Regions from separate parts of the Mus musculus genome. Here regions 1, 2, 4, 5 and 6 are each linked to region 3. Evidence: chromatin contacts called from public ChIA-PET, HiChIP or PLAC-seq and promoter capture Hi-C data. All regions are on one chromosome and are shown on one strand. The core of a region is the stretch at or near the end of the contact, and the rest is flanking DNA. Distances in the headings are between cores, read along the strand shown.

Region 1 (3,939 bases), core at 358-2,857, 1.3 Mb after region 3:
TGAAGGACTCACTTATTCGCTGCCTTTAGCTCTTGTCGATATTGTTTTGCTTTTATAGCATACTGTTAAGCATGGGCCAGGCATGAGCACCATGACAGTCTCCAAGAAAACACCCTTACACACTTCAGGGCGTTACAGAGTATATGTGAGAGCCAGAAAAGCAAATTGACCAATGAGGTGTTGGCATCGTAATTGGAAGCAATGAGAAATAGCACACAGTTGCACGAGGCGAGCTGAATGTCTGTCCCTTCCCACCCCCACCTCATAGGCTCATAGTAGAGCACATTTTGAAAATTCTGAGGAATTCATTCCAATTCTATTTTGGTAGGCAAGGAAAATTTAGAAAATTGGTAATAAAGTATTGCCAGTCTCTACTGTCATCTCAATGAATCACAAACTTTAGCTTCTTTTACTGAGCATGGATACAAACACAGAATCATTGAGTCCCATAATTTTGTTTTTTAAAAGTGTATCTGTTCGTAATGGAGAGAATTGAAATTTATACGTGGCAGGGGTAGCAAAGTCATTTCTCTTTATAGTATCAGGTTTTAGGAAGCTCCATTCTCCCAAAATATGGCGCTCATTCTCTCTACCAAAGGAGCCATTTCCTGTCAATGTCAAGGGACAAATGGCCAATGGGTGTTGACTGTTGACCAACCAAAACCAGTGCTGGCCTTTAGGCTCTTTCAGTATAGCAGCACAACTATTCATGGCTCTTTTCAGCGCTTCTGATCCTACCTCCTGCTTTAAACTCCAACTCCTGGGCTTCCCTCTTTCAGCTTCCCTCTCTCCCTCTCTGTTCCTCTTGTGGTCTGGACTCTTTCAGATGCCTTTGGCTGTGTCCTTCTTCGTATCTACAATTAAAGTCTTTCCATCAACAACACTTCGGAGTAGTCAAGTCTTTAGTTTATAAATCTAGTGCCTAAACCCTCAGTTTATACATCTGGTCCTGAAAGCTCTGGGTGGGAGCACAAATGGATCCCTCCCTTTCAAGGGGTCTTGCCTTTCCTAAGCAAACGAAGCTGCAGACTTGACTCTCCTAAGATACGCATGTATCTGTTTTGTTTTTATTTATTTAATTCTAGAGTCTTCCTCTTCCTTGCTTCTTCCTTTCACCTTCTGTACTTCTGCTGTGGTATTCGGGGCAGCTCTCTGGCTCCTGGAGCCTGCTTCCCCCTCCTGGGTGCCCTTCACAAATAAAGGCTCTCTCTCCCTCCACCTCCTCAGTCCTCTTCTATTGAGTAAATTTAACTGCAGCACTATCTGCTTTGTCTCTGTTGACTTGCTGGAGCTTACTATTACTATAAAACCATTCTTCTCAGCCTCCTGGGCCCCTGTCATATAGAAAATGGATGCCTCTCCTCTGTGACTGGAGATATCTCTCTCTCTGACAAATCTCTCAGTGCATTTGAGCATGCCCCAGATTGAAGCTCTTGTTGCACAGAACACTTATCCTCTCCCTCACGCCTTTCTCCTTCACTGCATGTTCTCGGCTCCCTCCGAGCTTCCTCCTCTCTGCTAGAAGCTGCCTGCGTGGTCTCTCTCCATAGCTTGCTAGAACCCGTTGTTTCTTCCTTTACCTTCCCTGACCTCTGTGATACAGACATCCTCTGGGGTGGAGTTCCTGTTTGCAGCCCTGTCCCTCCTGTCTGTCAGCTTCCTCCTAATTAGAACCCTCCCTCTGGTGGAGTTCCTGATTTTTCCTTTTTCTCTTTTCCTCTTTGGAGCCAGAGACTGTATGAAGCCATGATGTCTGGCTGAAAAAGGTGACCTTAGTTTAGTGCAGTAGCGCCAAATCAATTTGCAAATTCCCACATATTGTAAAACATTTGCCATCATACAAGCAAATATTCGACAAAAGTCTCTTATCTCTAAGCTTTTTCTACTTTCCACTCTAGAAAATCTTTTATCTCTATGCTTTTTGCTCTTTGCTCTCAAAAATTATTTTAAAACTATTATATAAACTCTGTAAAATTTGGAACAAAAGTTAGCTTAAAATTTGCAACCAAAAGCTAATACGTTAAAAAAAAAAACAAAAAACAAAAAACAAGACTATACCTAGGTAATCTTAATTTTCTCTGTGATACTATATGTGTAGCTCGGATTCAACATGTTTAGGGAAAACACACACACACATACATATGTATGTATATGTGTGTGTATATATATGTATGCATATTGAATATATGAATATGTATGTATATATATTCAACTCTTGTTAAGTAAAATAGATGTTTCTAAATAGTAGCCACCATGTGACTGCACCACCATCTTCTTTAAGATGACCACGTGCTATAAACCAGCTAAGGCAGCACCCATAAAACATTTTAGACCTCTTGAACCCCAAGATTGTCTTTGTGTCTCCTTTTCACACAAAGGAAACAGCTGCAGGTCTTAAAGACATTTTGGATTAGGATGACTCTTTATATGATAATGGAAAGAGTTAAAATTTATACATGGCAGTAATAGCAAAATGACTGTTCTTCACTTTACTCGAGACATTAGAAACAGTAACTCTAGGCTAAGGACCTTAAGGTGAGCCTTAAACAATGCTCTGCTTTAGGAGAGAAAGAGAGAAAAAGGGGGTCTGGAGAGAAAGAGTTGGGGGCTATGTGACTTATTTTATGAAATAAAATTTCACGCATCTTTCTAAGATAAAAAATTTAGAATGCAATTGAAAAATTAGAGTAATATTAAAGGGATAGAAAGTTTAACCATATGAGCCCTTGTACATATTTACACTTTATTTCAAGTGCTGTTTGAAAACTCTAAAGAGGGGTGGGGATGAATGGAAATCTTCTGAAATTCAGCATACTTCTCCTACCTCTGCCCATGAATAAACAACTGTCCTAGAATTTGTATCTTTGCAACCACAAAAGGGCAGAACACCTAATGTTAGTCATTAGTTTTTGAGTAATAAACGTCTGATTTAACTTTTCTTAACCACTTTCTATTTTAGTATGCCCTGGCAAATTACGTAAGAGCCATAATTGGGTGAGCTCTAATGTCTGGGCAAGGAACTCACTTGAGAAGAAGAGAGATCTGTTACAAAAGCAGCAGCTCGGGACATCTCAGTGTCCTGCCAGCACTATGGTATCCCTATGAAAAACAGCTGCTCCAGCTTGGTACAGTAATGTAAGAAAAGCTTCTAGAAGATGCAAACATATTCCTCAGGGTCCACACTTCTGTCAGGGACTTTTTTATGTCATATTTAAGAAGAGAGTGGCTACAGTTTTCTTTTTTAATAGGGTATTACAAATGATTTTGAAGTTTTGATTTGTGCAGGTGCAGGCCTGTCGGACTATTCACCAAAGAGTAGTCCTGGTAATTTCTTATATTAATAATTAGAGGGGGTTTTCCTGCTGTTTATTGTGTCAGGATGGCTTTGTGTGTTCCCTTGGCCTGCTTCACTTGATCAGTTTAAGCAGCTGTTTTGCCTTAGGTCATTAGGTAGTAAATAACCACACAAACTGCTATTAACTCTTGGATTTGTTTAATGAGTGCAGTCTTTTTATACCCTTAGGCCATCTTGCCTGGCCTAGGTTCCTGACATCTGAACAGGCAGCTACAAAGACACCAAGCACAGGAGTAATCTTTGCTTATATTCAGGTCCCTTCCTGACACTTTAGTTCAGCCTGCAATACTCCATCTTAACTCTCTGACCTGGCTACTCTGCACAAAGCCTTCTCCCTAGCCTGATTGTTTTATTCTTAAGTCAGCTGACTCCTCTGAAAGCTCTACACAGTGTTCTTAAGTCTATTTTACTGTGAAGGCCTCCTGGCTCTTTGGATTTTGGGAAAGTCAGTGTGTTAAAAGAAAATATAGTTGCAGAATGAGTACCAGACAGATTTGAAAACTAAATGTTTTCATTCTTTCTGATCTTGGGCAGGTTATTTACTGTCGGTTTGACTTTTTTGTTGCTGTGTGTTTTGTTTTTGT
Region 2 (4,132 bases), core at 868-3,367, 1.1 Mb after region 3:
GTGCCATAGATAAAAGTCCTGGGAGAAAGCGGCTGAGTGCATCAGGTCCCCAAGGCTGCAGTTACAGAAAAGGAAAGCAGTATTTATTGCTAGCCAACTGTGGGCCGTGGTCTAGTCTATCAGTGCTTTAAATGCATTTCTCATTTGTCCTCACTATTGCCTATAAAACAGCATTGTGTAGCCTTTTATGATGAGGATCTGAGCTAGCCATTGTGACATATCTGGTAAGTGTGGCAGTTAGGAATTAAAGAGGCCACTCTTACTCCAATGTCCATTTTGCTCCCTGATATGTATGTGGGCTTTCTTCTGCTGAAAAACTGAGAACAATAAAATGTGTTTAAATTAATCCTGTACCTAGTTCTAATTTCTGTCTATATAAAAAAAAACAAAACAAAACAAAACAAAACACAAAACAAAAACAAGAAAAACCCTTTCAAAACTAAACCCTTTCACTCCCTTGTCTTAAGAGTCCATAATATAAGCATTATCATGGTAAACATCTAAAATTCAAACTGTATCTTGTTATTTCCTTAGATTTCTCTGGAGAAAGCAAAGACACGTGAAGAGTGTTACTTGCTAATCTCTTTCCTTTGTTTCTCGGCTTCCCCTTAGAAAACAAGTTTTCGGTAAGCTACATGGTCTGAAAACACACAGCTTCATCACGGTTCACAAATCCAATTGTTACGTTTTTCTGTGAAATTAGTTTTAATATTCATAATTACTTACACAGATTGCTGATTATAAAAAAAGTGTAGCCACTTATTTGGAAAAGAAAAATAAGAAAATAAATCTCCAAATCCTATAAGTCATGTAATATATATATATATATATATGTGTGTGTGTGTGTGTGTGTGTGTGTGTGTGTGTGTGTGTGTGTGACTTGTATGCTTAAAAATGTTTTCTAAATGTTTGTTTCACTTCAAGTCATATGATGTAATTTTTCCTTTGCCATTAGAAAATAGCAACATAGCAGTCAACGGTTACACAATATTTCATCATACACCTATGCCTCCTTCTTTTACGTGTTTATAATCCCCCTAGGGAAAGAACCACATGCATCTATTTCAGTTGCCATTACTAGAAAAACAGGACTAATGAGAGAAGACCTGATTGCAAAACAGATACTTCTCAACCTAGAAACTGGGGAAAGGCACAGCCAGTGTATAGCTGAGGGCTTTCAGTGGGGGAATCACTTAAAGTGGCCAAACTGTGATCTGCTCTGACACAGAGACTGGATTCAGTTACATGCTGTTGATTGCTACTATAGAAATATTCAATGACAATGACATGCCATTTTATCTTTATAGAAATAGCACTCACTTTCTCTCTTCCTCTCTCTTCTTAGATATTTTTACAGGTATGAGTTTTTTGCTTTCAGTGTGTGCACCATGTGAATACAGTGCCTACTATGGACATCAGAAGAGGACATCAGATCACCTGACACTGGAGTTACAGAGCCATTTGTGAACTGGCACGTGGATGTTAGCAACCAATCCCAGGTCCTAGGCAAGAGCAACAAGTGTTCTTAACCAATGAACCATCCCTTCAACCCAGAAACCATTTTCTAGAAATATTTTAAGCCAATTTAGGAATAAAAGAAACTTTCATGTCTTTATATTTCTATGATAAAGGAGGTATTTTTTTTCAGGAGGAAAATATTGCTTCTGATCTAAAGTGGAATACACATTGACAGAAGCTTTCCTTACCATTGAAAGTAAACATATTTAACTATATTTTATTGCTTCATGAAACAAATCTCTCTCTCAAGTCTCTACTCACAGGCAGCTCATGATTGCAGTCATATTTGCTTTTTGTGAACTTCACTCACCTAACCAGCAAACAGAAGCTCTTGTCATCCCTGAAACTGTCTATTTCTGTGTTAAAGAACATTACTTATGTAACGTCTGAAGAAAGGTAACCAGAAAGGTAACGTGATAATCCTGTAAATGAACACAGCATTGGCTGATTGCCCTTGTCCCTCCCCTTCAGTGGATCTTTGGATGTATGATCAGAGCAGGAACAGAGAGGTCCCAGCTGACCCCTCCTGATCCAGTTCTAAGTGGCACGACTCTGCTCTCCGTGCTTATCTTAAAGATCACTTTGTTGTCTTCATGAAAAGTCCACACACATGTCTGAGGCCATAGTGCTCTGCTTTGTTGATAGAATGTCTGGCATGAGCCACAGACGTCTTGGAGCAGCAACTGTTTTTAGTGGCAAGCTACCAGGACTCTAGAAAAAAAAAAAAAAAAAAAAAAACCTTTGCATTTTTCCAAGCAGCGGCTGCATGCCTTCCAAGCCTCTGTTCATGTCTGCCTTTAGAAGAAGCTGAAAGTACCTCTCTCAGTGACAAAAAGAAAATAACTTCTCTTTTCTGCTTCAAAATTATTTGATATAAATAAGATGTGTCGACTGCCTCTACTTTCGTTTTCACTCCACCCGACTCAGTCCTTCCTGTCTCTGCCAAACTAGGAGACTTTCCCTGGGTGTTCTTAAAAGGTCATCTCATTTCAGAAGAAAAACAAAAGAAATAGGGATAAAGCACACTTCTTTTTTCTTTCCTATTTTCAAGTAACTTTGTGAGAAAGAACCAAAATATGTATAGACCTGATTGCAAATTCCCTGCAGTTAAAATATAAGCTACTTAACACTAACTGTAATGTTGCCTGCCTCACAAATGCCTTCTCTGCTGTCCAGGACCTTGAAGAAAGCCATAAAAGGGAAGGAATATAATTTTGTTTGTTGGCACTTACTGAAAAGCTAAAATAGAATAGTAACAGCAATCCCTTTTGCCAGCTCCCCACCAAAGAAGTTGTGAGATCACAAGTTACAGGGGCAGTGCAGGGCCCATGTTCTCAGCTGTGTTCCAGAGCAGCTGACAGGATCAGTTCACCAATATCAATCTAAAGCAACACAGAGCACTTGAGGATATCTAAGATGATTTACAGAATGCACAGCTGTATACATGGATGTAGTGCATTTTTAAAATGTAGCTTTAATTGGAAACATGATAGTCCTTTTTCACTTCTTGGTAAGAAATGGGATTTTTTTATGTTAATTATCAAGTATGGAAATACCAGATTTGTAATCATGCATTTTGTTTTCTGGTTAATGAACTACAAAGACAATATATAATTTATAATTTATTTTTAAAAACTCCAAAATCTTTAAGAAAAGTTGAGATGCTCAGACACTGGCTAAATCATGACAATAATAAATGACTGTTATCCTGCAAAGTTATTGCTCTTTGTAAATGGGACTCACTGAGTGTCTGGAGAGCAGTTTAGTCCTTCGAAGCCCAGTAGTTTATATAGTGAGACTGTACATATGTTTTAAGTTTCTTATATTTCCAATTAGGTAAATTATTTAGAGTTTTGACCCAAGTAAGAAAAGTTGAAAAAGAATACCACTGTGTCCAAACTATAAAAATTAGTAATGGCTATGGGAAGTTTTAGTTTGTGTAGTAATGCATACTTCAGCTCACATGAAAAGAAGCATGTGGGCTACTGCAGACATCATTACATAGGTGTGGGTTTTCAAGTATGACTATGAAAACTTTGAGGGATCATCTTAATTTCTTTTTAAATTATAATGTTCAGTCTACATTGTGGCCAAGAGAACATAACTGGAATATGAATCAAATTATGTCTGTGTTTTTGTTAATAAAAAGAAAATTAAGCCATTCTAAAATTACTTTCCAAATCTGCCTGAAGAGGATTTTTTTATTATTATTTAAACTCAAATATAAAAGATCTTGTCAAAATATGCATGCAGAATTTCTTTCTTTGGAAGAAACCTGCTTCCTTTGAGAACAATGTCTACGGTCAAGGTTCCAATCTCCAAATATCTTTAATGTAGAAAGATTGATTTTAAAGAACCCTCATTGGGTAGCTTAACCGGTATGTTGTTCACCTTTCCCCAGTGCCCTCCCACATTCAAGTCCATCTTGCCTCATACATTGGGTCCTTTTCAGACTGTCTAGGGGAGCTACCAATGGCCATAGCAACGCAAATGTTATGTAAATTCCATATTTCATGGGTTGCATGTTAATTAAAGGTACACAATGCAATGTTGTGAAGTGATCACCTTTGGTGTCTTCTAATTCTGAGCTGCTTATTTGTTTGCAGACTAGATT
Region 3 (4,040 bases), core at 1,514-4,013:
TCATACCTAGACTACAAATGCCAGGGCTGAACTGATAGAGCCACTCCTGATTGGGCATTTGCTGTCTCTTCCAGTGGGTTTATCCTTTCCTTCAAGCCGCTCTGGGCTGGGCCAGTGTCCTGGTTTAGGTGCCTGAGCACTTCCTTCTTTTGTTGCCTGGAAGGATCCATGTCAGATGTTAAGCAGACCTGCTCTGCCTTTCTGCGAGTCTCAGTTCACCTTGCCTCCCTTTGTCCTTGCCATAGGCATTTCTGTGTGGCCTTTTTCCGTGTGTGTGTGTGTGTGTGTGTGTGTGTGTGTGTGTAAGACTTTCTTCTCCCAGCTACCCAGGAAATTATAAAATAACTGGGATTTTGTCTGTCTGGAAGAAGAGGAAGAGTAAAAAAAAAAAATAACTTTGTTAATGTTTAAGCTAAGAAGTGTTAGCTGTTACTGTAGAGCTTCATTTTAAACCTGTAAAAGTCGTCATAGCAAAGAACAAAGGGATTTCTGTTGTTACTCTTTGTTTTTTCCCAATCTTAGATTTTAAGTAACTGGAGGGAAGAAAGATACCAAGATGATACGAAAGCCCGCCAGATGATGCATGAGGCCCTACAGCTCCGCCTGAATCTGGTAAGGATGTGGCAGACCCATTTCTGTCACACCTCTCTCTGTGTGAAAGTAATACCAGCTTTCAACATCTGTGGACAGAATCTGCATGACAGAGGGAAGCCTTCCTCTTTCTCACTCTGTACCTACTTCCTTTTCTCTTAAACCTTCTGTTTCCTTAGCTGCCGTCCTTCCTGTCTGGGTTGAATTCTAGACAGTAGAGTTGTAAGCACCTATTTGTGTTTTCCACCAGGGAGTAGAGGCTCCATCTGGCAGATCTCTCCTCCTCCTCCTGTGCAGTGCTAAGGGGAGGTCCGACAAACCTTTAATAGGAGTGTTGGCTTTCACTGTGTTCTATTTTACAACCACAGAAATCTGTCAACTCTCAATTTTTCTCAGAGACATTCTGTTAAATTGATCAGAAAAAAAAAAGACAAATCTCACAAGAATATTTTACAGAAATCTGAAAGTTTCAGCATGTTTTGTATTCCCTTAAATTTCCTCTTGACAAATCCTGAACGTGCCCTGGGCAATTGCTTTTCTGGCTTTTGGCAATCTGACCTCCCTGGGCAGTTGTTCACCTCACCTTCAGCACTCTGACCTCCTCCCAGGAGCTGGCAGACCTGTGGCAATACCTTCTCCTCCTCATTCCTTCCACGTTAAAGGGCATCTCCAGGGATATTATAGTGGCAGGCTCAGATGCAATAATAATCGAATATCACACAATTGCAGGTGATGAGACAGAGTTTTGATGCTATTCAGGTTTAACTGCAGTTATGTCTAAAACTAAGTACCATGAGAGACTGATGAGAAGAGAAAGGTAATTTTGTGACTGCCCACATTCAAGTGTTACACTTTCTGTTAAGTTTTGAATGCCTAGCCTCTGTGGAAAGAACCATAAACAGTGATAACCACATAGCTAGAAGAGACAGTTGTAGGATAATCCATAGTGTGGCTAGCAAGAACCAGTTCTTAACATCACTTCTGGTTTAACAAATCAACATTTGGGCACATATGGTAATAGGGGTAGCAATACAAAATCTTTATCATATTTTGTATGCTAGGTAGGAGGAATGTTTGACACGGTACAGCGGAGCACGCAGGGGACCACCGACTGGGCCCTCCTACTCCTCCAGATAATTACTTCGGGAACTGTTGACATGCACACTAACAAGTATGTTGGGTTTTTGTTTTGTTTTATTTTGTTTTTTATCATTTTATACCTTTTTTTTTCCCCTGCATGCATGCATGGTACAAGCTTTTGTCTACTGACAGGAAATTCTGCCACTTACTGATTTAGCTGTCATTAAAAACTTAGCACTTTCAGTAGAAATGCTTAGGCAATTCTGTGTGTCCGGGTTTTGTTTGTGAGAATAAAATGGGGTTTTCTTTCTTCTCAGTGAATTATTCACAACGGTTCTTGACATGCTGGGTGTTTTAATCAATGGAACCCTGGCTTCTGACCTATCAAGTGCTTCCCCCGGGGGATCAGAAGAGAACAAACGTGCATACATGAACTTAGTAAAGAAACTGAAAGTAAGCTTGTGATCAGCCTCTACTCTGAAATCATGTTGTTTATGGATTATTGTCTTAATTTCCTCCTCATTAATCTACATGTGTAGCTGATTCAGCAGATTGTGGTTATTTGTTATCTTACCTACTCTGTCAGTCCTTCAAAATTACAAGCATGATATTTGAACGATTTTTTTCTCTGAAAAGGTGTGCTCAAATAAAATGTGTTTTAATTTTTAAGGATTTTAAAAATGCATTATCAGATATCTAACCAAAACTCCAGTGTCAGATTTCCTTTGAACCCATGCTTGGATTTACACATGCAAGTGGGAAAAAAAAAAATGAGCTCTGCATTGAATTTGTAAATCCACTAACAGTCCTGGACATGAACGGCAAATAGACATTGCAAATACATAATCTGAAGACGTTACAGTAAAAAAGCTGATGGTTACCTTGCACTGTGACCCTGGATACGGGAAAGTGTCCGTGCGGCAGCTCCTGCTGTGTGACAGCAAATGACACTGGCGTTTTGTCATTTCAGCACTCTGATTTGTCATGGAGAACAAGACTGCCTTTGTGTGCACCCTGATTTTCTACTTGAATAGAAGAAATGAAACATTTCACCAGTCCAATTTGCAGCTGTTCCATAGACTGCGCTAAGGACTAAAGACATACTAGCCCTAAAAAAAAGGAAATGTGTCACTGGGGAACTTCCTTCTTGTTAGCTTTTGCTTCATTGTAAAGTCAGAATTTTTGCCTCACTTCTCTCTTGCTTTTACATTTTTCCCCCCTCTTTCTTCTAGAAAGAACTAGGAGACAAGAGGTCAGAAAGCATTGACAAAGTTCGACAGTTGCTGCCTTTGCCAAAGCAGACCTGCGATGTCATCACGTGTGAACCCATGGGTTCTTTGATCGATACAAAGGGAAACAAAATTGCTGGATTTGACTCTATTGATAAAAAACAGGCAAGAGTAAATGTTTTTTCCCACATATATAAATATATCTAGTTATAGAAGCCAAGTGACTTTTCTTAATTTTCAGTGGTATAATTTTTGTCATCAAAGCACAATAGCTATTGGCATTGCAAAAAGAAAAAGAAAAAAGCCATTATCTTCAAAGATCTCCCAATTAAAATGCTTATCTGGACTTCAGGGCATTTCTAGAATCTACCAAAAACTTAAGTAACAGCTTAGCATAAGAAATAAAAGTAAAATAAAATTATTATTTTACATCAGGATAGGAAACAAGCTATGTTTATATAAGAAAATGTGTGCTGATAAGAATTTTCATTTGCTGAGTAAGCAGTATTTAGTAAAACTTGTGTTACAACACTACGTAGTCTCTAAGAAGCAGTATTAGATGGGCATTTGCTTTCTATACAACGCTTTGGAAGGTTCTTTAAAATAACAGAAAGGCCAGCCTGAGTAGCCATTGGCACTGCAGCAATGGAGATGGTGGAGGGAATCCCTGCCCTTAGGGGGAAGTAGATGCACTTTTACATGCAACGGGACGTGCAGGTCAGGTCATGATGGCACCAACGGGGAACGGTTTAAGTCACACAGGCAGAGGTAGTCAGAACAGGGGTCCTACAATAGTGGACACACAGACCATCCTGACGGACTAAGTATACAGAAAAGTATAGGACAGGTGGGGAAAGTTTAAGGAAAGGCAAGAAAGGTGACTGTTAAGAGGAAAAACCATGCCACCAGAATTCAGAGTTAACTCAAATGCCATAGCAGTGTGGCCATGGGAGGGGAAAACCAGAAGTCACAATAAGGGTGACTTGGGCTTCTTTCAGAAGGCATCCAGGAGCCATTTAGATGTGAGTTCTACTCAGGAGAACGATTTCATCACATGGCAGACAGCAGTGGGTGGTGACATTACTGGTAGTGTCAGAAGAAGTCACACTTAAAGAGGAAGACAGACAAAAACAGATATGC
Region 4 (4,042 bases), core at 394-2,893, 1.2 Mb after region 3:
GTGAGAGACCTTGTCAAAAGGTAAGGTAGAAAGGTATTGAGTAAATCATACATTGTTAACCAATATGTAACCATTTATGTATATCTATACAAAAATGTCCACATATGAACACACACACACACACACATCTTAGAAATATCTTCATATTATGGTGTAAAGTGCAAAAGCATGCAGTGATGTTTTAAGTTACTTTAAATAATCTCACAAAACAATTTAATTTGTTATATAATATGAGTTTATAGATAAAATTTGATAAGAAATGAATAACAGGGATCAAATATACACAATACACAACATAGGTTATGCTCTGAGTGGTATGGCTAAAACCAAGATATGCATATCCAATTGATCACACAACTTACATCATGGGTAGCAAAACAATGGAGAGAATTTGAGTGGACTTTTTGTCTTTATGTTATATTACAATCCTTAAGAACGTACCTTTTGTTTTGTAACCTTCCAATAATATTTTTAGGTGAATATTTAAGGCCCCCCTTACAGATGAGGAAATGTCACAGAAATAATGGTTGCCTTGCTTAATGAATAATAGAAGCAGATCTTTGATTTTATTTTCTTCCACATTACATGGAAACACCTAGGACTTTGTAACATCAAAACTTCTCCAGGAAAACATGCATTCTGAAGGGAAAGATTAAGAATTGGTTACTATTTGCTAATGGAAACTTCAAGTAGAAACATGTTGAAAATACAGTGTGATGAGACAATTTATCAGACTAAATTATGAGAAAAAGCAGTATCTAACATTTACACAGCTAGAAGCTCCTATGAGAAAATCAGAGAAGGCGAGGAGGAAGCCCAGAATGGAAACTCAACTTCCAGGGAGAGGAAGTGGTCAGTAGAGGGCATGTGCTGAAAAGTGATGGCAAGAGAAGCCTTTAATGTGTTTGCAGTTTGGTGACAGAGCTCATTTCCTGACTAACAAGGAGACTTGGTGAATAAGAGGAAGCAAGAATACAAATGCAGAAGGACAGTGTGACACGAATAAACTTAATAGTGTTCCACTTCCTCCCAACATTAACCGTGGCAATAGAGGATGTATCATCAAAACTTCTCCAGGAAAACATGCATTCTGAAGGGAAAGATTAAGAATTGGTTACTATTTGCTAATGGAAACTTCAAGTAGAAACATGTTGAAAATACAGTGTGATGAGACAATTTATCAGACTAAATTATGAGAAAAAGCAGTATCTAACATTTACACAGCTAGAAGCTCCTATGAGAAAATCAGAGAAGGCGAGGAGGAAGCCCAGAATGGAAACTCAACTTCCAGGGAGAGGAAGTGGTCAGTAGAGGGCATGTGCTGAAAAGTGATGGCAAGAGAAGCCTTTAATGTGTTTGCAGTTTGGTGACAGAGCTCATTTCCTGACTAACAAGGAGACTTGGTGAATAAGAGGAAGCAAGAATACAAATGCAGAAGGACAGTGTGACACGAATAAACTTAATAGTGTTCCACTTCCTCCCAACATTAACCGTGGCAATAGAGGATGTATCATTTTGTGTGTGTGTGTGTGTGTGTGTGTGTGTGTGTGTGTGTGTGTGTGTATCAAAAAGAACTGGAAGCAGAGGCTCAACCAGATACTTGCACAACAATGTGTAGGTCAGCACCCTCCATAACCCCCCAAGGGAAGAAACAACCCACTGTCCCCTGACAGATGAACAAAATGTGGCATATTCACACAGCAGAACTCTGGCCAAACTTGAGAAAAGAAGGTAACTTGGACAGAGGCTAGACACTTATGAACCTAAATGAAATAAACCAGACACAGGAGAGCAAAGACCATGTGAGTCCATTTATGTATAGTACCTAGAATAGTCAAGTCCTGGAAATAGAATAGTGGTTGCTAGGGAGCACAGGGAGGGCAGGTTGTTGTTCAGTGTTCATAGATGAGAAAGTCCTGAAGGCTAAGAGCTAAAGGTTCCAAAAATGTGGATGCACTTGATGGCTTCAGAAGGTACAGATAACATGCTAAAATGGTGAAATCTATGTTACATTTGATACAAACATAGAAGAAAGACACGAGGAAACAGTGTTGGTAATTACCTCAAAAAATTCAGATGAAGAAAAAGAGAGCAGTAGGCTGGATTAGTTAGCCAGAGCAAAAGTTGGGAAGCTGGCAAAACCTCAAGCATAGTCACCAAAATAAATGCACAGAAGCATAAATGCTCATCTTCTAGACAGAAGAGACAGAGTACTGATGTCAGGAAAGAGACGTAACTTCTGTGGTCCACCCATTATCTAAAATGGTAATATTTCAAGATTTTCTCACAGTAGAAGCATGAGAACAATTGGCACCAAACCCTACTTATGCCAGTGAGTGTTTTCTGTGTCCTTACCATGAACATTAATTACATCACCATGAGATCTATTTTCTTCTTGAATTGCCAAGAGTGTTCGCCTTTTCCTTTTGAGGGAGTCCTTCATGGCTTCTCTTGGTACATTAAAGTGGGTAGAGCATCACTATTCTAGAATGTTGGGGTCGTTATCAAGTAAAACAGGGTTACTTGAGTACAGGTCCTAAGACAGTGTGGCAGGGCTACTAAGAACCAAAGTAGATAATAATTGACTGTGGGTAGGTAGTGCGCACAATGTGGGTCCACTAGGCACATAGAGGGAGTCTGGCATGGGATTTCATCATGCACAGAATTCTGGCAACTTAAAATTATATATCTGTTTTAGTTAGGGTTTTATGCTGTAAAGAGACACCATGACCATGGCAACTCTTGTAAAGGAAAACATTTGGTTGGGACTGGCTTATAGTTCAGAGGTTTACAGTCCATTATTTTCATGGTGGGAAGCATCGCAGCATGCAAGCAGACAGACATGATGCTAGAGAAGAAGCTGAGAGTTCTACATCTTGATCCACAGGCAACAGGAGACTGTGTGCCACACTAAGTATAGCTTGAGCATAGGAGATATCAAAGCCCACCCCCACAGTGACACACTTCCTCTAACAAGGCCACACATAATCCTCATAGTGTCACTCCCTATCACTAAGCATTCAAACACATGAGTTCATAGGGCCATACCTATTTAAACCATCACAATGTATCATTTCCATAGTTTTCCACATAATGTTTTTGAATTGTGGCTAGACACTTGTAATTGAAACTTTAGTCAGAGAACCCATAGATGAGGGGACACTACTATATCCACAGGTGCTGAGGAGGTAAGACTGGGCCTATAGGCCTAAATGATTCTGATGTTATATTCACAAAATCATGATACAAAAACAAAATCACCTAACTAATAATGAATCTCAGCAGTGGCATTTCCTCGGGGGACTATTCTGTCTGTATTTCACTAATGAATTCAAATCAAATTTTATGTGATGTCACTTGGGTTTATTACTGTTTGTATCTTTTGTTTTTGTTTTCTTTGTGTGATATTTCACGACAGGAAAGGGTCTTAGTTTGTTTCAGTTATTTTACTTCTTGTCAATTTATGTTAAATGTATGTGTAATAAGATGAAAAATATTTCCATTTTTAGTGATTCACCCATGCATCTGTCCATTGACTACACCATTAAATACAAAGCTTGGGGTATGGAATTAAGACCTCTGGGGATTTTTCTCCTTCTGTGTTAGCATATTTATTATTGTCTTTGTTCTATTCATGCTTGGGCAAATTATGGTGGTGAGGCTTCATGGGTGTAGCTTCTGACATTCCCAAGAGATAGCGTCTCAGCAAACTCCCTGGTTTTCTGTCTTACTATCTTTATGGCTCTTTGGAAAATATGTCTGAGCCTTGGGTGCAGAGTTATATTGTAGATTTAGCCATTGTAACCATATACAAAGAACTACAGGCAACTAATGTAGCTTGACAGCTTGAGAAATCAAATACCGAATGGCCAGCCCTGAAAACATACAAATGATGTTATGCAGATAATACCTAAGTATTTATAGATATATGTTAAATACATGTATGTGGGTGTGACAATTAACAGAGAGACCATAAACTTGACACAGAGCAAGGAAGGGGTATGGGAGGGTCTAGAGGGAGCAAACAGAAGAGGGGAATGAT
Region 5 (4,051 bases), core at 702-3,201, 1.3 Mb after region 3:
AATGCATGATCACCATGCAGGACTGACCCTGTCATGGTGCTGCCCTGGCCTCTAGCACACAAAGGGAAAGCCTGAAGTTAGCTGCTGTTCAGGGTTTTGTGGAGAGACAAATGCCACTGGACCCAGTTTTACACATGGATCCTTCTTCATAATACACATGGAATTTTTGTATTTCCTGAGGGCAGCTGCTTCGCATTGGAATAGGCTTGAGGTTTGAAATGGAAAGACTTATTCTAGGCTACTTCATTAGTCAAGGGCCACAGACCTGTCAGAGTAATTAAACATGGTGTTCAAAGCACATGCTTGGAGGACTAGCTATGTTAGGGTGAATGTATCAGTGTGAGCTATGCTATGTTATAAATTTTTCCCAGTGAATCAATGTATACATTAAATAGTCTATCGTTCATATTGTTCTTAGTACAGATGTGTACACAATGCAGAGCTGTCATGTAGGATGGATGCTCAACCATGGTATAGTCCTTTGGGACCTTATGCTCTCATATTAAAGAATGCCATTTACACATAGTAGATCCCTGGCTTCTCTCCATTGAATGCAGTAGCATCACCCCAGTGTGTCCTGCCCGCTGACAGCCCATCCCATGTTTTTTAATAATTCTGTGGCATTTCCTGGGAAATGTTCTGTCAGGCTTCACATTCCAGACATTTTCTGGAGAAGGTTAATTTCCATTGCTGAGTGCCCCACAAGTATGGGATGGGCTTGTAGAACACTGAACCTTTCTTCTGAGAAACCGACATCAAGTGACCAGGCCAAATGCTATCTCTTCTGTGCTCAAAAGACAGTGTAATCATCACCTCTCACAGCCCACAGATTTGGTCAATGTGCTGGCTGTGGGGCTCTGTGATCCCCTGGGACATCTGTGTCTGCTCAGATGATAGGCACTTATATCCTGTTAACACTTGAGAACAGACCTTTCCACTATATCTGACAGCAGTTACACAGTGTGTTTCTCAGACACATTTCTAGGATTGAGTCACAAAGGTGGAGACTGGGTGAGCACAAACAAGTGTCTGTACTAAGATATTTAAGACGTTAAACCACAAGTATTCTAGATGCCAATCTTCGAACCCCCTCTGGAGATATGAATGCATATTCTGCCTGCTAGATTTGGAGAAAAACAATGACTTAGCAAATATCAGTATACTGAAATCTTCTTAGACTAAATTAAAGACAGAATTAAATAGAAGTTAAGGAAGAAAGAATGAATGATAGATGAAGAATAAATGATAACTCTGTAAGTAGAGTATCAATTTGGAATGGAGACTTGCCATTAAGTTTTGCTTTTTGTTTCAATTTGCAGCCAATGTTTTCAGTTGCACCAAGCTTAGCCACCAGTGCATCAGCAGCCTTTAACCCTTACCTGGGGCCTGTTTCCCCAAGCCTGGTTCCAGCAGAGATCTTGCCGACTGCACCAATGTTGGTCACGGGGAATCCTGGAGTTCCAGTGCCAGCAGCTGCCGCAGCTGCTGCACAGAAGTTAATGCGGACAGACAGACTGGAGGTAGGATAAAGAGTTGAACCTTCATAGTTTCCATTACAGTTCTTCAAGTGTTTGTAGCCAGAGTGACTTTAAACTGAATGAACATGTCTTGGTTCAGTGTTTGTGCAAGTTTGCTAGAATATGGTTATGCTGTTTTGGTTAATGCAACAATTACAAAATCAGTCAGCATCTATGTCTAGGTTCCTCAGGGAGGGCTTGGAACTGGGATCAGCGTGTCTGTTTCTCCACTTTGTCTTAGTATCCTTAAAATCTTGCACATGATGCTAATGCTCAAACCTCAAAGAGTTAGAAAAAATGTTTGGCCCAGAACAGTTGCTTCTTGAATGTTTCTTGTAGTCATCAACACAATATAATGATTATTGGAGTGAACAAATAAATGACTGAAGTCCAGAGGATCTCATAAACAGGAACACATTGGCTGCTGTGCACGAACTATTACAAAACTCTCTGCAGATGTTGTCATAACCTCTGAAGTACTTCCATTGAGGCAGGCGGGTGGTTTTATGAAACGCACCCTGATAAAAGCGTTTTTAGTAGGCTGTCACATGATTGTCATTGTCTTGGGGCGGAGGATAAGCAGACGCACACACTTTACTGTTGTGACTGAAAAGGAAATTAGAGATAAAGTTCTAGTATGACATTACTATTCAGAATTTTAGCATGGCATGAATTAACAGCCTTGATAAACAGTTTCTGTAGAAAAATGGCCTAGTAAGTAAAAACTGAGTTGCCTCTCCTGTCTGTCTGCTTAGGACGGACTTGGGGCTGAGATGGCCTGGGTGTACTAATTACAGGGAAAGTAAAGTAGGGTGCACTTGGAGGGCCTTGACTCTAATAACTTTCCAGTCTGTTAGAAATATAATAAAATGCCTTATTTATTCATTATACTCTATTGAACGTATTAGAAAGGATATCATATTGTAGCATTTTGTGAGGATGTGCCAGATACAGCCATCACATAGCCTACCTTTAGAACAACCTGATGGGAAAGATGCTGTCACTACCGTTGTGTTGCAGAGGAGTCAGAGCAGAGCAAGAGATGGGAGGTAGCCTATCCTTGCTGTAGAGATACACTCTGCCATTTGGCTTCTCATTTCCCAAGTATAGTAATTCTCTAACAAATGCTGTCCGCAAATGAAATAGGGCAGCATCTGAAACAGTTTTCTTCCCCAATCTTCCTAAAGAAAACACAGGATTCTTAATGCATGACTGTTAGTTGATTAATGGGACTCAAATAGTCTGAGAAGAAGAATGCCAACATAGTAATTATTAATAGGTAACAATATTCAAAGCATTAAGAGGATATGCTTCAAGCTGAGCTACTTGCTCAAAACTGCTCATTCCCTTGAAAGTTTGCGTAGTTTTTTTATACTTGTATTTTGTCATTTTGTTTTTCTTTCCATGAAGAGCTGCTTGTGAGTTTTGTCATTTGCCTTTGCTACTTCCTAGGACAATCTCTCCTGTGTTATGTGCATTCCTGATAGAAGTGAGCATGCCCTTGGTTCTGTTCCCAAGATCTAAGTCATTGTCACAGTCATAGTTGGGGCCTGAAATAGGAAACATGCATGTGCCTCTTTCTGCTCTGCAGTGTGATTCCAGAACTTAAACACACGCACGCACGCACGCACGCACGCACGCACGCACGCACACACACACACACATGCACGCACACATAAGCACACACACTCACACATAAACACACACACAGGCATGCATGCACACATACAACCTTGGTGCTCCTTGGAGCACTGGAGGGCGAAATCCATGAAAGGAATGCCTACAGTTCTTTTCTCAAGGTTGATACTATGGTTATTTAGAGATTAAAGCCACATTCCATCTTCAACTGAATTTTGATTTTCCTCTGAGGTAAAATTGGTCTAATTCAGCTAGGATCTTGACTTTGTTCTTCTTGTTATATCTTTTTCTCCATTTCTACAATTTGTCACACAATAAAGTGATTTCAGATTTGTTTATAATCCCTTAGAAGACCTAGCAATGGCAGTACCAAAAGGGATACAAAGGTCTGAAGTTGCAAAGTAGGAACCCAGTAGACACTGCTTGTAAGGTAGTTAACTACATATGCTTGGTTTGTCAGACCAGCTTCATGTCGCTTATTTGTAAAATTTGAGTATTTGCCTGATTTATATGTAATGTCATAGAGCATGTAAATCATGCATTGACTTCTAACAGCAGCCTAAATAAGTATTGAAATACTTATTTTTAAAATGTATGTGCATATATAGTGCACATCATATATTCACAGCTGCTGTATCAGTATGCTTATCCACTCATTGTTGGATATTATTATGAAGATTGTATGTTCTGTACCGTATAGCTCAGACTGGTTTTCTCTGAAAGTGAGGCAAGTCTGTTAGTCACTAAAGAGACGCTCCTAGAATTCCGTTTTGTGATCTCTGGATCCTTTCTGTAATGTCCATGTATTAATTTAATGCCCAAAGGAGTATCTTAAGAAATTATTACACTGTGTACAAATATTAGAAATTGCTAACCTTTAGGTCATGCCTGTGTTT
Region 6 (3,771 bases), core at 9-2,508, 1.2 Mb after region 3:
TCCTCCAGGGAGCCTTCCCTCCTTTTCTCAAGGGCATTTTGGATATTTGCCTACCATCTTAGCACCAGCTGGCTGGTGCTCTTTTCTACCATGCTGCTCCAAAAAGTACAATCCGTGTACTCCATCCTCCTGCACTTACCTCCATCCTACCTATACTTAACTACTTCTGCCATAGCTCACATTCCATCCAGTTGCTGGAATGAATGCTGAGAAAGTCCTCAGGCGCTGGTGGTTACTAATTGTCAGTTAGAAACTCCCTGTCTCTGTTCTCTGAGAAAATGCTACTGTCATTCTACTTTGTTTCCATTGTTGGGGACTTGGGAACTTTTAATAATTAACACTGAGAAGTGGTACTAGTTAATTAATTAATTATTTCAGGAAGGGATCAGTAAGCAGCAAGTCCGTGTTTCATGGACCAGCAGAGGATCAAGATCTGTTACTAGTACCTCTGCAAACTAGTGGAGTACTTTATTTATTTATTTATTTATTTACTCCGCCTAGGAGAGTGTGCCTGACCCACTCAACAGAAACAGGGAGGGAGAAATCCAGTTTGCATTCACTCACCTCAACTCATGTTCAAACCATGAAACAAACGTTTTTATAGTTAAAAATCATCCCTGACGAAGTTATCAGAATTCCTTGAAATTCACTGGAAATCCCGTCCGCAGATCTTCAAACTTTATCTCTTCTCAGAAGCCCAGAATTCTTTTCTTTCAAAGCCAAGTTACAGGACAGCAGCTAATGAACTAGGAGCTGGTGTTTCATTTGCTCAGGCGGGCAGTTGCCCAGGGCTTGTTTGCGTGGGAGTACCTCTGCAGCGCCTAAGATGTTATTTTATTTTAAAAGAGGGAGCCCTGCTTGCTTTCTGTACACCACACTGCAGAGTTGGAAGTAAGGGAGCCTTTAAACTGCAAGTTTTATTTGCCGATAGGACAGGAAGGTGGCCTGGGTTTGTGTTTGGGTGACGATCAGTTTTCTCGCAGAACTCCAAAACTGTGAGTGCTGAGAAAGATACCCACCAACACCCGTGCAAGCTTCTTTCCCGCCCTTCGCCTTCCAGGTTCCAGGCGATGCGCTGCTTCTGCTGCTGCAGGCCGGGCAGCTAACTCTAACCTTCCGTCTAACCTTGCGGGCCTCGCGGGCTGGGCGCGGAGCCCCGGGAGCTGGAGCGGCGGTGAGCGGCGCGGGCCCGGGCGAGCGAGCGGGCGGGCGGGCGGGGGCCGGGGCTGCGCGTGGGAGCTCTGCGCGTCCGCGCGCCTTCCTGGCGGGGCTGGCGCGGGGGAGGGGCCGCGCAGCGGCGGAAACCGGCGCGCGGCGATAAGAGGCTGCACGGCGACATGCCACAGTCTCTCGCCGCAGCCCGTCGAGTCGGGGCGCTCGCCATGCTCCCGTGACCCGGACCCGGCCAGTTCCCTTTCCCGTGGCGGGCATCCCGGAGTCGCGATCCCACAATGCCCCGGGCAGTCGGGGCCCCGGCGGGCAGCCTGCACGGCCACGTGAGAGGTGAGTGGCGGGGCGGCCGCGCATTGTTCTGCGCTGCGGGCGGCGCTGCGGCGGCCTCGGGTGGCGCTCGGGGGTCCCCGGGCCGCACCGCGATCGCGCGCTGCGGCTACCGGCCCTGTCCCGCGCCTCCCTGCGGGCCCCCGTGGGGCGCCGCGGGACAGGACTAGTGGCCGGTGAGCCGGGGCAGGTGCGTGGCCGAGTGCTGTGAACTCGGTGACCTCTGCCAGGGTCGACGGGGGGCGGCCACTGGTCGCGCGGGTCCCGGCCGCGCCCGCATCCCTCTGCCGGGGCTGCCACCCAGCACCGGCTTCATGTGGGCCAAGTATGTGCACGCAGAGGTTAATGCTCTGCTTGCCACCCATAAATTACGCATGACATGTTTAGTTGGGCTGCCTTATATGGAGAGTGCTGTATTTCAGTCCAGTGTGCTTTTTGCCAAGTTTACAGGGAGGAAGACGCCCTGCTTGAGAGGGCTGCCGCTTTTCCTCCCTTTCTGGTGGTTTTGTAGTGCGTCACTCAAAAACTGTAAGAAAAGTAAGTATAGAGCTTTCCGGGTGGAGCCACAGTAGGCTGGTAGAACAGCTTTCATGATAAGTAGTCAGTATATGGACTGGTTTTTTAAATAAAAACAAGAGAAATATGAAACCTTTCCTCACTCCTCCCCCCGCCCCCCCAAAAAAAAGACCGAGTCTGATGTTGTTAGTAATGTGCCATATGAGAATACTTTGATTTTAGAGGATGTAACGTGAGATTTAAAGAAATTACACACACACACACACACACACACACACACACATACACACACACACATGCATGTATGTATAAATGGAGCTGAAGCCTTCCTGGCTAGCCCACAGCATTTTACAGCTACATGGGTGTTGAGACAAGCCTATTACGCTGCTAAGATGGGTTTATGTGCGGTATGCATCCCCAGGATTAAAAACAAAGTTAGAAGCAGCCTGGAAGGTTATTGCCACTGTTTTAGGTTTCTGTGTCCACCAGCACAGGCACAGACCATAGCAAGTGATTAATAAAGTCTGCAACACTCTGAGCTATTTCACAAACAAATTAATTCAAGGAGAGGGAAGTCATAATTACGGCCTTTGGATACGCAGGTCTTCTGCAGCATGCTTTGAAATAGTACACTAGTGGGCATGTTAGACCTCCTTCCTGGGTTTCAACACAGTGTTCATACAAGGAACTTACTTAGGCCATAACTTTCCAAACCAGGCTGTCTCTGTCTATGGCTTTACAATGTTGGTGTTGTTACCTGGTCCTATTTGTAAGATAAAATTCTGATCCCCAAAGATAAGTTGAAGTGAAAGTTCAAGGACTGCAGAATCCTTGAACAATTTAGTTCAGGAGGCAGATGTGTTAACTATGTAGTTGGTAGCCTGAAGACAATGAGTTATTTCACAGCGGGAGAAAGCACGTGGCTGTCACTTCCATCTTTGCCTCCTTAAAAGTTGGTGACAGCTAAACTAGCTTTCAAGAAAGCCATCATGTTCCAGTTTCTTGTATTTGTACAGGGTTACACTTTTTTCCCCAAGATCTAGACATAGTTTTTTATGTTTCTATGTTTAATGCAGAGTTTCCTCAGTGAGAACTACTTAGTTGAAGGTTGTGTTCATAGAACAGGTTGGCTTCAGCCCCAGGAAACCAGTTCATTTGTTTTAAAATTGCACCACCACTGAAGACATCATACATCATAGACACATTTTATTATTGGGAGAGACTTAGACAGACCTCACATAAGCTTCATTTAATATTTTTTCTCCTGTAACTGAGAGCAAATGTGAGCATCAGATCCACATCTAGTAGTATTCGGGCACATGCCAAAAGAGAAAGCAAAGTGTTACATGGTTTGGGATACGGCTGCTTGTGTGTGTGCTTCCCCATCCGAGGCAGACTCCAAGTGGAATTCATTACATTTTGGTTCTAACATTCTGTTCTTGCTCAGGGCATAGAATTCCTGTGAAATGAAACACTTGGTTCTTTTCAGAGCAAGAAGAGATTATCTCAAGGTTTCTCCTTGGGGGTGGAGGAGGCGGGTAGAAACATGCAGTGATGGCTTTCCTTGAGGAAGAGGGCGCCATTCTTATATAATAGTTCCGACTTTTATTGTAAGTAAGAAATTTTTACATATTGTCCCCCTCCTCCCCCATCGATGTCACCATCGTTAGTCTTGTATTTGATTTGTTTATGGAGACAAAAAGGTCTTCTGGCTTTCTCCTTGTCGTTAGGTAGGTGTTCAGAGTAGAGAACATC

Evidence for each region. Promoter capture Hi-C pulls out the DNA fragments that hold promoters and counts their contacts. ChIA-PET counts read pairs in DNA pulled down with a chosen protein or histone mark. HiChIP or PLAC-seq counts read pairs in DNA pulled down with a chosen protein or histone mark.
Region 1: an H3K27ac HiChIP or PLAC-seq map of microglia shows a contact between it and region 3, with 14 times the contacts expected there. The contact joins the enhancer-like site here to the promoter of P2ry12 in region 3. A contact is called at or near these places in 5 of 39 promoter capture datasets (the 3T3-L1 cell line, cranial neural crest, embryonic stem cells and 2 more) and 2 of 115 datasets of contacts at active chromatin or transcription factors (large pre-B cells and microglia).
Region 2: a contact with region 3 is called in a promoter capture Hi-C map of pre-B cells, with 8 times the contacts expected there. The contact joins the enhancer-like site here to the promoter of P2ry12 in region 3. A contact is called at or near these places in 3 of 39 promoter capture datasets (hippocampal neurons, liver and pre-B cells), 1 of 484 Hi-C or Micro-C datasets (CD8 T cells), 1 of 115 datasets of contacts at active chromatin or transcription factors (large pre-B cells) and 1 of 9 other capture datasets (macrophages).
Region 4: a contact with region 3 is called in an RNA polymerase II ChIA-PET map of memory CD8 T cells, with 6 times the contacts expected there. The contact joins the enhancer-like site here to the promoter of P2ry12 in region 3. A contact is called at or near these places in 8 of 39 promoter capture datasets (the 3T3-L1 cell line, the C10 cell line, cranial neural crest and 5 more), 2 of 484 Hi-C or Micro-C datasets (CD4 T cells and pre-B cells), 5 of 115 datasets of contacts at active chromatin or transcription factors (bone marrow-derived macrophages, large pre-B cells, memory CD8 T cells and 2 more) and 2 of 9 other capture datasets (liver and macrophages).
Region 5: a contact with region 3 is called in a promoter capture Hi-C map of liver, with 4 times the contacts expected there. The contact joins the enhancer-like site here to the promoter of P2ry12 in region 3. A contact is called at or near these places in 7 of 39 promoter capture datasets (the 3T3-L1 cell line, 3T3-L1-derived adipocytes, cranial neural crest and 4 more), 1 of 484 Hi-C or Micro-C datasets (CD8 T cells), 2 of 115 datasets of contacts at active chromatin or transcription factors (large pre-B cells and microglia) and 1 of 9 other capture datasets (macrophages).
Region 6: a contact with region 3 is called in a promoter capture Hi-C map of hippocampal neurons, with 4 times the contacts expected there. The contact joins the promoter of Mbnl1 here to the promoter of P2ry12 in region 3. A contact is called at or near these places in 11 of 39 promoter capture datasets (the 3T3-L1 cell line, the C10 cell line, cranial neural crest and 7 more), 1 of 484 Hi-C or Micro-C datasets (CD4 T cells), 5 of 115 datasets of contacts at active chromatin or transcription factors (astrocytes, large pre-B cells, microglia and 2 more) and 2 of 9 other capture datasets (liver and macrophages).

What each region holds. Positions count from the first base shown.
Region 1 is chr3:60,579,339-60,583,277 of GRCm38.p6, forward strand. The region is part of intron 2 of Mbnl1 (muscleblind like splicing factor 1); the gene reads left to right. Among named protein-coding and RNA genes, the nearest start is that of Mbnl1, 80 kb to the left of the region's middle. Within about 2 kb of position 1,608, at least 52 of the 459 cell types and tissues checked have an H3K27ac peak or open chromatin away from gene starts, as enhancers often do. A contact at or near this core is called in microglia and neutrophils, where this site is marked.
Region 2 is chr3:60,406,619-60,410,750 of GRCm38.p6, forward strand. No RefSeq gene overlaps it. Among named protein-coding and RNA genes, the nearest start is that of Mbnl1, 92 kb to the right of the region's middle. Within about 2 kb of position 2,118, at least 225 of the 459 cell types and tissues checked have an H3K27ac peak or open chromatin away from gene starts, as enhancers often do. A contact at or near this core is called in CD8 T cells, liver, macrophages and 1 more, where this site is marked.
Region 3 is chr3:59,260,222-59,264,261 of GRCm38.p6, forward strand. It overlaps P2ry12 (purinergic receptor P2Y, G-protein coupled 12), which reads right to left and starts at 2,764. Exons shown (of 5, transcript NM_001357008.1): 1 at 2,553-2,764. Med12l (mediator complex subunit 12-like) reads left to right here. Exons shown (of 44, transcript NM_177855.3): 32 at 523-612; 33 at 1,653-1,762; 34 at 1,989-2,124; 35 at 2,904-3,065.
Region 4 is chr3:60,467,953-60,471,994 of GRCm38.p6, forward strand. No RefSeq gene overlaps it. Among named protein-coding and RNA genes, the nearest start is that of Mbnl1, 31 kb to the right of the region's middle. Within about 2 kb of position 1,644, at least 51 of the 459 cell types and tissues checked have an H3K27ac peak or open chromatin away from gene starts, as enhancers often do. A contact at or near this core is called in bone marrow-derived macrophages, liver, macrophages and 2 more, where this site is marked.
Region 5 is chr3:60,602,375-60,606,425 of GRCm38.p6, forward strand. It overlaps Mbnl1 (muscleblind like splicing factor 1), which reads left to right. Exons shown (of 10, transcript NM_020007.4): 4 at 1,320-1,520. Among named protein-coding and RNA genes, the nearest start is that of Mbnl1, 100 kb to the left of the region's middle. Within about 2 kb of position 1,952, at least 82 of the 459 cell types and tissues checked have an H3K27ac peak or open chromatin away from gene starts, as enhancers often do. A contact at or near this core is called in CD8 T cells and liver, where this site is marked.
Region 6 is chr3:60,499,921-60,503,691 of GRCm38.p6, forward strand. It overlaps Mbnl1 (muscleblind like splicing factor 1), which reads left to right and starts at 1,259. Exons shown (of 10, transcript NM_020007.4): 1 at 1,259-1,503.